2 separate regions of the Mus musculus genome follow, and region 1 is linked to region 2. Evidence: chromatin contacts called from public Hi-C data. All regions are on one chromosome and are shown on one strand. Each heading gives the region's core, a stretch centred on a gene start, on an enhancer-like site or on the middle of the called end of the contact. The rest is flanking DNA. Distances are from core to core; before and after follow the strand shown.

The links. Hi-C and Micro-C count contacts between places; a contact is called where the count stands out from the background.
Region 1: a Hi-C map of uterus shows a contact between it and region 2, with 2.4 times the contacts expected there. The contact joins the promoter of Ccdc105 here to the enhancer-like site in region 2. A contact is called at or near these places in 12 of 39 promoter capture datasets (the 3T3-L1 cell line, 3T3-L1-derived adipocytes, the C10 cell line and 6 more), 5 of 15 datasets of contacts at CTCF or cohesin (embryonic stem cells, large pre-B cells, pro-B cells and 1 more), 52 of 484 Hi-C or Micro-C datasets (the AML12 cell line, B cells, the C2C12 cell line and 19 more), 12 of 115 datasets of contacts at active chromatin or transcription factors (embryonic stem cells, stem cell-derived epiblast-like cells and stem cell-derived neural progenitor cells) and 3 of 9 other capture datasets (embryonic stem cells, liver and pancreatic islet).

What each region holds. Positions count from the first base shown.
Region 1 is chr10:78,751,338-78,756,484 of GRCm38.p6, forward strand. Ccdc105 (coiled-coil domain containing 105) reads right to left here and starts at 1,730. Exons shown (of 7, transcript NM_027630.1): 1 at 1,068-1,730. The coding sequence starts at 1,637. All of the region lies in intron 1 of Gm30400 (predicted gene, 30400), which reads left to right.
Region 2 is chr10:78,521,992-78,527,435 of GRCm38.p6, forward strand. No RefSeq gene overlaps it. Among named protein-coding and RNA genes, the nearest start is that of Gm47944, 4.8 kb to the left of the region's middle. Within about 2 kb of position 3,955, at least 7 of the 459 cell types and tissues checked have an H3K27ac peak or open chromatin away from gene starts, as enhancers often do. A contact at or near this core is called in uterus, where this site is marked.

The sequences.
Region 1 (5,147 bases), core at 480-2,979, 230 kb after region 2:
CAGAGTGAGTTCTAGGACAGCCAGGGCTACACAGAGAAACCCTGTCTCGAAAAACAAAAAACAAAAAACAAAGAAACAAAAAAAGAAAAAGAGAAGAAGAAAAAGAAAAAGAAAAGGAAAAAGAAAAAGAAAAAGAAAGAGAAAAAGAAAAAGAAAGAATTTGGGGCATTATGGCCTCTTGGCCAAAGCAGAATCTGTGGGTCTGGTGAACTTTTTGGAGCAGGAGTAGATGTGATGTGATATTCGAACTTGGAGATTCGAATTTCCCTCTTTGGGAAGATTTTTATACAGTGTGACTTGGGGCTGCGGTGGGGATGGGGGAGGTGGGCGGGAGGTGGGGCGAGGAGAGGGGTCTACCCTCATAGCTTAGATTTGAAACAGTTTTTCTATTGGGGAAAGGCACCTGGGCTGTTCTTTTGGAAGTTCCCTGACAGGAACGAAGATATTCTAAAGAGACACGTAAGTCCTTCAATCTAACTATTAACAGACCCCCAAGAAACTGGAATTCACCCCAGATATCTCCTCCTGGGGAAAGGAAAAGGCCTGGTACCAGGTGGAGGAGAAACTCTCATCCCAGAAGGGATTTCACATTGTACTGACAGCTAACCAGACCCTTGGTCGAAAGAGACTGAGCCTAGACAAAAGGTCAGCGATGGGCAGGGCCACGCCTTAACTCGAACGGCTTAGATGTGGGTAGTGTGGCTCCCTCTTTAAACTTTAATCTCTCAGAACAACGAAAATGGACAGCAGAGGGTTACTGGAGGGATATTTTTGCCCTTCTTCGAGAAGTGCTCTCATTGGTTAAATACCCTATCTGCTTTTTACTATTAATTTTTCTGTTCTACTTGGTGTATAGAGGACGGGTGGCCGAACCTGGTTTCTTGGAGGCACAGATTGTGACCTCAATTTCAGTAACAATTTTTGGGAAACTCAGGCTTTGGAACTTGGAGGTGTAGCCACCCTATTTTGCGGGTGTCCTCGCTGGAGATGGAGAATAGGGTGTGTTGTCTGTCTGAAGAAGGAAGCATCAACCTCTGTCTCTGGTGTGGTGGCGGGGAGGGTCGCACCTTCTCACACTTAGGTCGGTAGCCCCGCAACTTGACGCTCTGCTGATTGATGAGCAGGCCCTTGCGCACCTCGCTGAGCCTGCGGTCAGTGGCCTCGCGCTGGCGCAGCAGCAGCCGCAGCTGCCCATTGATCTGGTGCTGTGCGCGGCCCAGGCGGGCGGCGGTGAGGCGCGCCCCGCGTGCGTGCGCGTGCACCACCTCGGCGGTTTGCTGGGCACGCGCGTCGCGGTGCATAGGCAGCGGTAGGCGCGCGTACCAGGCCGGGGGCTTCATCTTCCCTTTCCATAGGGTGACGCCTTCTCCGGGCGGTGGCTTTTCCAGGGTGCCGCCCCCTTTGAGCATCTCTACCCGAAAGCGCCAGGGTTCCATGTAGGCGGCGCGGCCCAGGTGGTGTGCCACGTTCGGGTCCAGTACACTGTCCTTGGGCTGCCACATGGTCACCGCCTCCTGCCCACAGCGATCGGTCAGAAGGTGTGCCTTGCGAGACGTGGCCTTGGCCGCCTGGCGCCATTCTGGAGCCCCAACGCGCGAGTCCTGGCCCGGGTCGGTGGAAGGGAGCAACACAGGCATGGTTCCTTATTTAGTGCCCGCGATCTCCTCGGAGAATGGACAGGGGTCCACCCAGCCCTAACCACACACCACTCTTTACTGGTGGCTAGAATGCGTGCTCCCAGAGCTCCCCTCACCGTGGCAACCAGGACAACCATGGAGATTGCGTTCCAGGGGCGGGGGATGGGAAAGGCAAAATGGAGAACTAGGCCTGGAAATTCAGACTGTATTCCTTGAGGGAGCCGCTTTTATGGAGTTCCTCTCTCATTGTTTCTCTTGATTTTGGAAATGTGTCAACCAACCTATATCTACTAGTAGATAACACAGCCTTGCATTTGGAAAATCCTAAGGAATTCACAAACTAGTACTAATATTAGTAGTTTTGAAGTATACATGAATACCATATACATATATTTGTGTGTGTACACCACCACAGGGTGTATGTACTGGTGAGAGGCATTGTGCAGTAATTCGTTCATCATGAGGGGTCCCGGAATCATACTGAGCCATCTTGTTGGCTCCCAATTATGTTTTTATACTCCTGAAATGAACAATCAACAAAACAAAACAAAACCCAAAAAACAAACAACAACAAAACCAGAAAAAACCCCAACAAACAACAGCAACCTGAATTAATACAATTCCTGGGCAGGAGAGATGGCTCAGTAAGGTTAAGAGCACATATAGCTCTTCTGAGAACTTGAGTTCAATTCCTATCACCCACATCAGATGGTTTACAACTGACTGACACCTAGGGGAATCTGACACCTCGGACCTCTGTGGGCACTGCATTCATGTGGACAGATCACCCCCCCCCCCATACACAGAATTAAATAATAAAAATATATAAATGAAAAAAAGACTACAATTTCTGAAGCTGGGAAGATGGCTCAGCTGGTAAAGTGCTTGCCTTACAATACAACATCTGAATTTGATTTCCAGAACCTACATGAAAACATGCCAGGCTGACCCGGTGGTGAGATTGTAATCTCAGCACTGGGTATGCTAAAATGAGGATTTCTGGGGCTGGCTGGCCACTAGTTGACCTGGCCACCTCCTGGGGAGTGAGAGATCCTGTCTCAAAAATGGTGGAAGAGCTAGCTAAAGACAGACACCTGAGGTTTTATGCACCTTAAACAAACAAACCAAAACAATGCAATTCCACTTAAAATAGAGTAAAAAAGATTAAAATATGTAATACTCTCCAGCTCTTAGGACAGTCTAAGTTCTTTCTTACCTCAAAATTGAGAACTCTTTTCTTCTCATAGAATTTTCCTTTGCTGACTTCGTGGTTTACTTCATTTCGATCTTCAGAACCCAGCTTATATATCTTAAAGGAGTCTTTCTCTACTATGACCACAGTGAGCTTTACTCTCCTATTGCACAGGGTTTTTAGTGCAAGCTACCAAAACTAAAAAGATGGTCTCTTAGATGACAGTTACAAAATAAAAAAAGAAAAAGGCCCAAGCCAATGCTTTAAACAACAAAAATCAACAACCGGAGACTCAAAGAAAAACAACCAAAGCCTTGAGTCTTTTTCAGAATAGGAAATAAAATAGATATCAGAAGTGGATGGATGGAGGGAACTGGGTGAGAGGGAGTGGAGAAGGGTAGTGGGGTGGAGATCAGGTGTAGGGAGAGCAGGGGAGAGAACAGAAATCATCTGTGGATGCTTGAGGGGCGTCTCTAGGACTTGTCAGAGGCCTGGGACTGAGGGAGACTCCAAGGTGGCTACAGTGATGACTCTAGTTGGAACTCCCATCAAGGGGGGAGATATTGATCTGGAAATGGCCACTTCCTGTAGTCAGGCAGGAATCACAGTTGAGGAACAAGGACAACAATCCACTCACAAAACCTTCTACCTAAAATGTGTCCTGCCTACAAAATGCACAGGGCAAAGATAGAGCGGAGACAGAGGGAATGGCCAACCAATGCCTGGCACAAATTGAGACCCACCCCATGGGAAAGCATCAATCTCTGACACTATTTATGATGCTTTGTTATGCTTGCAGACAGGAGCCTCACATAACTCTCCTCTGAGAGGTTCCACCCAGTAGCCAATGGAAACACTCAGAGACCCATAGCCAAACATTAGATGGAGCTTGGGGAGTCTTGTGAAAGAGTTGGGGGAAGGATTGAGGGAGCTGAGAGGACAGGAACTCCAGAGGAAGACCAACAGAGTCAATTAACCTGGACCCTTAGAGGATCCCAGAGACTGAACCACAAACCAAAGAGCAAGCATGGACTGGACCTACGTCTCCCACACATATGTAGCAGATGTACAGCTTGGTCTTCATACAGGTCTCCCCCACCCCCCAAATTGGAGCAGGGACTGTTCCTGTATTTGTTGTCTGCCTGTGAATCCTATTCCCCTACCTGGGCTGCCTTATCTGGCCTCAGTGAGAGAATATGCCTAGTCCTTCTGTGACTGATGTGCTGGGGTGGATGGGTGGGTGGGAGGGGTTAGGGAGTAGGGTGGGGAGTGAAGGAGTGGGAGGGGTAAGTGGGAGGTAGGTGGTTGTGATACCCAGGGGGCCACTCTTCCTTCTTAGAGGAGAAGCGGAGGGGATTGGGGGAGGAGTTTTGGGGGGGGGGGACTGGGAGAAGATGGGGGCGTGATATTGGAATGTAAAGAGAATTAAAAAACAAAACAAAACAAACCCCTAAAGCCTAAGCTGCTACCATGGCCAAATAAAACACTCAAATACAAAACCAAAACCAAAAATCAAACCAGACACAGTAAAGAAAAAACACATGCAAATAAGTAAAAAACACAACGAAACAAAAAACAACAAAACAAAACAAAACAATACCTGCCCCCCACCCCCAACCTGCTTCCATGTGAACTAATTCGCCTTTTACCTCTAACTTCAGCTCCAATCACAGAACTTCAGCCTCCTCCTCATTTTTGGATTTCTCCGATGTGTTAGGTAGTTTTGACCCAGGGCCTGTGTTCTTTGACTGGCTCTCTTTCCCTGAATATTTTAAAATTTACCTGAGTGTTTAGTATTTGCTAGATTGGCTGCAGTATGTCCCTAAGCTTCTAAGCTTAGTCTTTAGTGTGGCAGTAGAAGACACTTCAAGAAGTGGATTCTAGTCTAATGTAGTAAGAGCACTTGGGCATTGTCCTTGGAAGGGATAAATGTGTGATCTCGTGTGATCTTGACTAGTTCTTTAATTCATTTTTAATTATGTGCATGAATTTGGGCATGCACATGCAGTGCTCGCAGAGGCCAGAAGAGGGCACTGTGAGAACTCAGCAAGAGAAGTAAGTTAGCACTCCTTCCCACTTAGTTGTCTTCCCAGCTCCATAAATTGATATATTTTTTCACTGAATGTGCATATGAATAAGTTCTTCCAAAGGCAGGAGCTGCTGCGAGGGTTTCTGAGAGGCAGCTCATTCTGTACTCAGCGGCTATCCTTCGCTTCTTCCATGTCTTACGCTCTTGCTTCTTTTTAATTTTAATATTTTAGTTTTGAGAATTTCATACATGAATGCTGTACTTACATGATTTCCAACCCTCCCTATCC
Region 2 (5,444 bases), core at 2,705-5,204:
TTCTCCTCCCAGTCCCTCCTTCCCACCTCCCCTCTCTCCCAGATCTGCCCCTCTTATAGTGGATTTCTTAGAGGCATTTCATACATATGTGTTGCTAAACTTTGTTCAATATTCATCCTCCTCCCCCATTTCCACTCCAACCCCTTAGCTCCATCTTGCTGGTCCCTTTCTTCTCCAAACAGTGTTCTTCTGCTTTTAAGTCACATGTTCTCCATTCTTATGTTTACCACACCCCAAACGTACATTTCCTTGAATGTGTGCGCGCACACGCGCGCACACACACACACACACACACACACACACACACACACACACACAGAGCAAAGATAAGGGATCTTTTCTCCCATCTCATGGTCCCATTTCTAGTCTCACCATAGCACAGATCCCTCTGTATGAACACTTGTATCAATTTAAATCTAGGAACCACTCATGAAAAAAAAATATACTTGTATTTCTCAAAATTTTATTTAAAACTATTATTTTAAAAATGTGTATGAGTCTTATGCTTGCATAGATGTCTGTGCACCAAGCGTGTGTTTGGCACCCAACAAAGCCAGAAGAGTTGCACTGGTTCTCCTGTTTCAACAGTGATAGACAGTTGTGTGCAGTCCAGTGGGTGCTGGGATCCCAGGTCCGCTGGAAAAGCAGCCAGTGCTCTTAACCACTGAGCCATCTCTCCAGCCCCAGAGTCAGTTTCCTGAATCTGGCTTATTTCACTTAAGGCAATGATCTCTACTTCCATGCATTTTTCTGTATGTGCAATGATTTCAATTTTCCTTATGGCTGAATAAAATTCCATTATGTACATTGCTAGTTTTTTTTTTTATCCATTCATTTTTTGTGGGCATTTAGTCTGGTTCCATTTTCTTGCTATTGTGAATAAAGTAGCAATAAACAAGTATCTTTGTGTTATTTGTGTGTGTGTGTGTATGTGTTAAGTCTCCAAGATATATGCCCCATGGAGGGTACAACTGTGAAACTGTATATTGATTTCTATGGTGGCTACACTAGATTCAGTTCCCACTGCTAGTGTTGAGAATTCTTCTTTCCCTACATCCTTGCCTATATTTGTGACAGTGGTTGTCTTGGAGACAATTGTTCTGACCAGGGTAAGATGGCATTTCAAAGCAGCAACCAGACCTCCCAGAGCTCCCAGGGACTAAACCACCAACCAAAGAGGGACCTAGGGCTCCAACTGCATATGTATCAGAGAATGGCCTTGTCTGGCATCAGTGTGAGGGGGGCCCTTGGTTCTGTGGAGGCTCGATGCTCCAGCATAGGGGAATGCTAGGGCAGTGATGTGGGAGTGAGTGGGTGGGAGGGGGAGCACCCTCATAGAAGCAGGGGGCATGGGGGATAGGATAGGGGGTTTGTAGAGAAGAAACTGGGAAGGGGAATAACTTGAAATGTAAATAAATAAAATAACCAATAAAAAAGAAAGAAGAAGGCTGAACTCTTTTTCAAGTATATATTGAGTATTTGATTTTCTCTTTTTGAAACTTGTCTATTCTGTTCATTAGCCCATTTATAGGTTATATGATTTTTGGTGCTTAATTCTGCAATTTTTCAAAAAAATTTCAATGAAAAATTTTTTTAGTGTATATATGGTGTGTGTGTGTATGTGTGTATGTGTGTGTGTGTATGTGTGTGTATATATGTGTGCATGTGTATGTATGTGTGTGTATGTGTGTATGTATATGGTATGTTTGTATGTGTGTGTATGTATGTGTGTGTGTATACACATGTGCCATGGTGCTTGTGGAGGCCAGAGAGCAACTTTTGATTCTGTCCTTCCATCCTGTGGATTCTAGGGATCACACTTAGGCCACCCAGCTTGAAGCACATGCTTTTGTCCACTGAGCCTCCTGCCTGCCTGAACCATGCAGCTCTTTGTATATTTCAGTTATGAATCCATCAGCTGATGCAGAGTTGGTAAAATATTTTCCACTATATAGACTGTCTCTTTGTTCTGGTGGAGGTTGTCTTTGCTGTGTAGAGGCTTTTTAATTTTATGCAATCCAGCTCTTGGAACTATGTCTTGTGTTGTTGGCATCCTTTTCAGAATGTCCCTGCTTATGCTTGTATCTGAAAGTATTTTCCCTAGTGGTTTTAAAGTTTATGCTTAGAGGGTCAGGTTTTACTTTGAGATCTTTGATACAGTGTTAATTGTGCAAGATAAGAAATATGGATCTAGTTTCATATTTTTGGCATAAGGATATCCATTCTTCCTGTTGCCATTTATTTTATTTTTATTTTTAATTTTTGTTTTGAGCCAGGGTTTGTAGTTTTGGCTGTCCTAGAACTTTCTATGACTCAACTTGCCAGTCTTAAGCTCACAGTGATCCTCTTGCCTCTGTTTCCTAAGTTCTGGTACTAAAGGTTTGTGCCACTATGCCCAGCCCAGGACCATTTAAGAAAGTCTTTTTCGAGGGACATCTGTGCCAAACATCAGGTGTGTTTGTGTGGGTTTGTGTCTGACCCACTGCTCTGTCCCATTGCTTGGCATCTATCTTGCTTTGTGTCAGGATCATGCTGTCTTGTCACTATGGCACGACAGTATAATTTAAGATCAGATATTGTAATACCTCCAACATTGTCTTTCTGCTCAGGATATCTGTGTCTGTTTTTAGCCTTTTATTCATGTTTCCATATGAACTTTAGGATTTTCTTTTGGTTGGTAGATATATCTTTGCAATTTTGATGGTAATTGTATTGATTTTGTACATGGCATTAGTCAATACAGGTCTTTTCATGTTACTAATTCTGCTAGTCCATGAGCATGGGAGAGTTTCTAGATTCTAGTGTTGCTGTGGACCAGACACAACCGGCCTCAGTTGGGCCCCCTCAATCCGCAGGAAAAATCAGGGTTCCGGTACAGGTGGGCAGGGAGTTGGCAAAAAGGATGACAAACAGACATGGACACAAGGGAGTGTTGTATCTGAATGTAATTTGTCACAAAGCAAGCAGACTTATAAGCGACTTTTACACAAAACAGAGGAATGTATACAAAAAGCTAAAAGGAGCCAATTGGGATAAAAATCAATGTTGACAACTGGGATCAAAAGCAGGCCACCTAAGATCAGCTTAATCACAGGAGCCAGGTGAGTGCTCTGATGCAATGCTAGTTTATTGTTAAACCCACCACCAGGGGTCCTTTAGTAAATACCTGATTATGCTATTCCTCTGGGCCTAGTGAAAAACATGCACCAGGGGAATTCCGTTCTACTAACTCTTTCATGAATAATACTTCAGTTCCTCCTAAAACCACAACCCACCTTCTTGCTAGGCCATTGTAAATTCCTGTGTATGGGAGTGACTCGGCTATTGTTCTAAGTATTTACTATGTAGACTAGCCCTGAGATTTCTAGCTCTATTCAAGTAAATTGTAATGCCTGATTTCTTCCACTGTCTCCCCTACGATACTAGAGGTAATTCTGAATGTTACTGAATAGGTAACATTCTTACTGAATTCCAAGCCCAGGGTTGGCTCAAGGACTGCCTAGGACATTGGAATACTGGTGGAGGCTAATCTAACTTAGCTATATGTCAAAATCAATCCTTAAAGGCACTCATAATAAAACAATATTGAAAGAAAGCACACAGATCCGTTTACCAACTAAAGCAAGGACATTGGAGCATTCGTTATTACAGGATGCCATGGTTCCAGGAGACTAAGTTTCCATGAACTTTTCACTTTGGGACTGCATCCAAGCTTTTGAGCCTGTCACTCAAGTGGAGTGGGTATGGCATAGTGCCATCTTTTAGTGCCATTTGATATCTGCATACTGGGCACTATCTGTGGGGATCTTATGGGCTTTGGCCCCACTGGAGCCATCAAAGAGTTGCAGTTCTCTCCAAGGGGGAGCCCGAGCAAGGTGGGCTGCTGGTCCTTTCCGGTGGCTGGGCTGCAGCTTCCCTGGAGTTGGTGGCAGGCCGCAGCAGGACACAGTAGCCAGCAGTGGGCAGCTAGGAGTCAAGGTGTGTGTGTGTGGGACACCAAGCAGGAAGTGGCTGTGGCAGAGTCCACAGCAGCTTCCATAGCAAAGCTTTGGGAGAGATTGCTCTTCCCTGGAGTGTTACAGCTCGACGAGACAGGCACGCTCAGATGATCTTTGATGAAATAACTTGTGCACTTTATTCCTTGTGGATAAGATCTTATAAAACTTTTGAGGTGGGCTGGGGGCTAAAGGTGGATGCTTTCTATTGGCTTGGTCTGAGATGTTAGGGATGCCTCATCTGCATGTGGAGGGGCTGTAGGTGTTGCACCTACATGACTGACTGACACAGTTCTCTCCATGGAATGTCATGGTCATGTGTTCCCGGACAGGAACCTGCTGGGAGTAGATTTAAATGCCTACCATTCTCAATCATGAGAACTGCCTGAGCTCCTGAATCCATTTAGAGTTGAGTGTTCAAAGGTCTCTTATTCTGCATAAAGTCTGTCTGTGGGTCTCTGTATTTTTTCCTCTCTGCTGCAGGAGAAAGCTTCTCTGATGATGGCTGAGCAAGGCACTGATCTGTGAGTATAGCAGAATGTTATTAGGAGTCATTTTATTGCTACATTAAAAAAGTAGTATTTGGCTTTACCCTAAGTTCCTGAGCTATCTAGCCTCAGGTTCTTAGTCACTCAAACCATGTCAGGTTTGGGTTCCATCTTGTGCTGAAGTCAAATCGACATTGGTTAGTTACTCTTACAAGCTTTGTGCCACCATTGCATGAACATGTTAGCATACCATTGTAGATCAAAGAGTTCATGGTTGGATTGGTATTTATGTTTCTCTTTTGGTAGCATTCAGAGTACCTTCCTGTACTAGAGAATCTAGAACACTGTGGAGAATGCTCTATATAGGTACCAGCTTGACTCCTCCGTGTTCACAGAGTTGTCTTCAGCTATGGGGCCTTGCTGTTAGTTTATGGAGAGCCACTTATCTTCTCAGCAACAGCCTAGGTTGTTTGGGGATTCCCATGGACCACTATGACCAACAACTTGATTAGATATAACCTAATCCCAGTACTAGAAGTTTCATTTGTGACAAGAGCTGGCCAGTTGAGAGTCTGTCTCCCCCATTATTTGATGACTCCATTTAGGCTGCCTTTATATATGTGTATATTTTAGAAAGCTTCTACTATATTAGGTTTCCATATTACCCAGTGGCTCTTAATTTTATCTGTCTCCCTCCTTTTTTACCCTTTACCCTCCCCTTACCTGCTTTAGCTTCCCATTTCAGTTTTCCCATCCATACATACATATTCTATTTCCCTTTGCTAATAAGATCTGAATCCATAGTCCCTCACTCTAGACCTAACCTCTGTCATTCTATATATTGTAGCTTGGTTATCAATGACTTAACAGGTGGTTTCTGCATATAAGTGAACACATTCTATTTTTGTCTTTCTGGGTCTGGGTTACCTCACTCAGGATGATTTTTTTTTTCTAGTTCCAC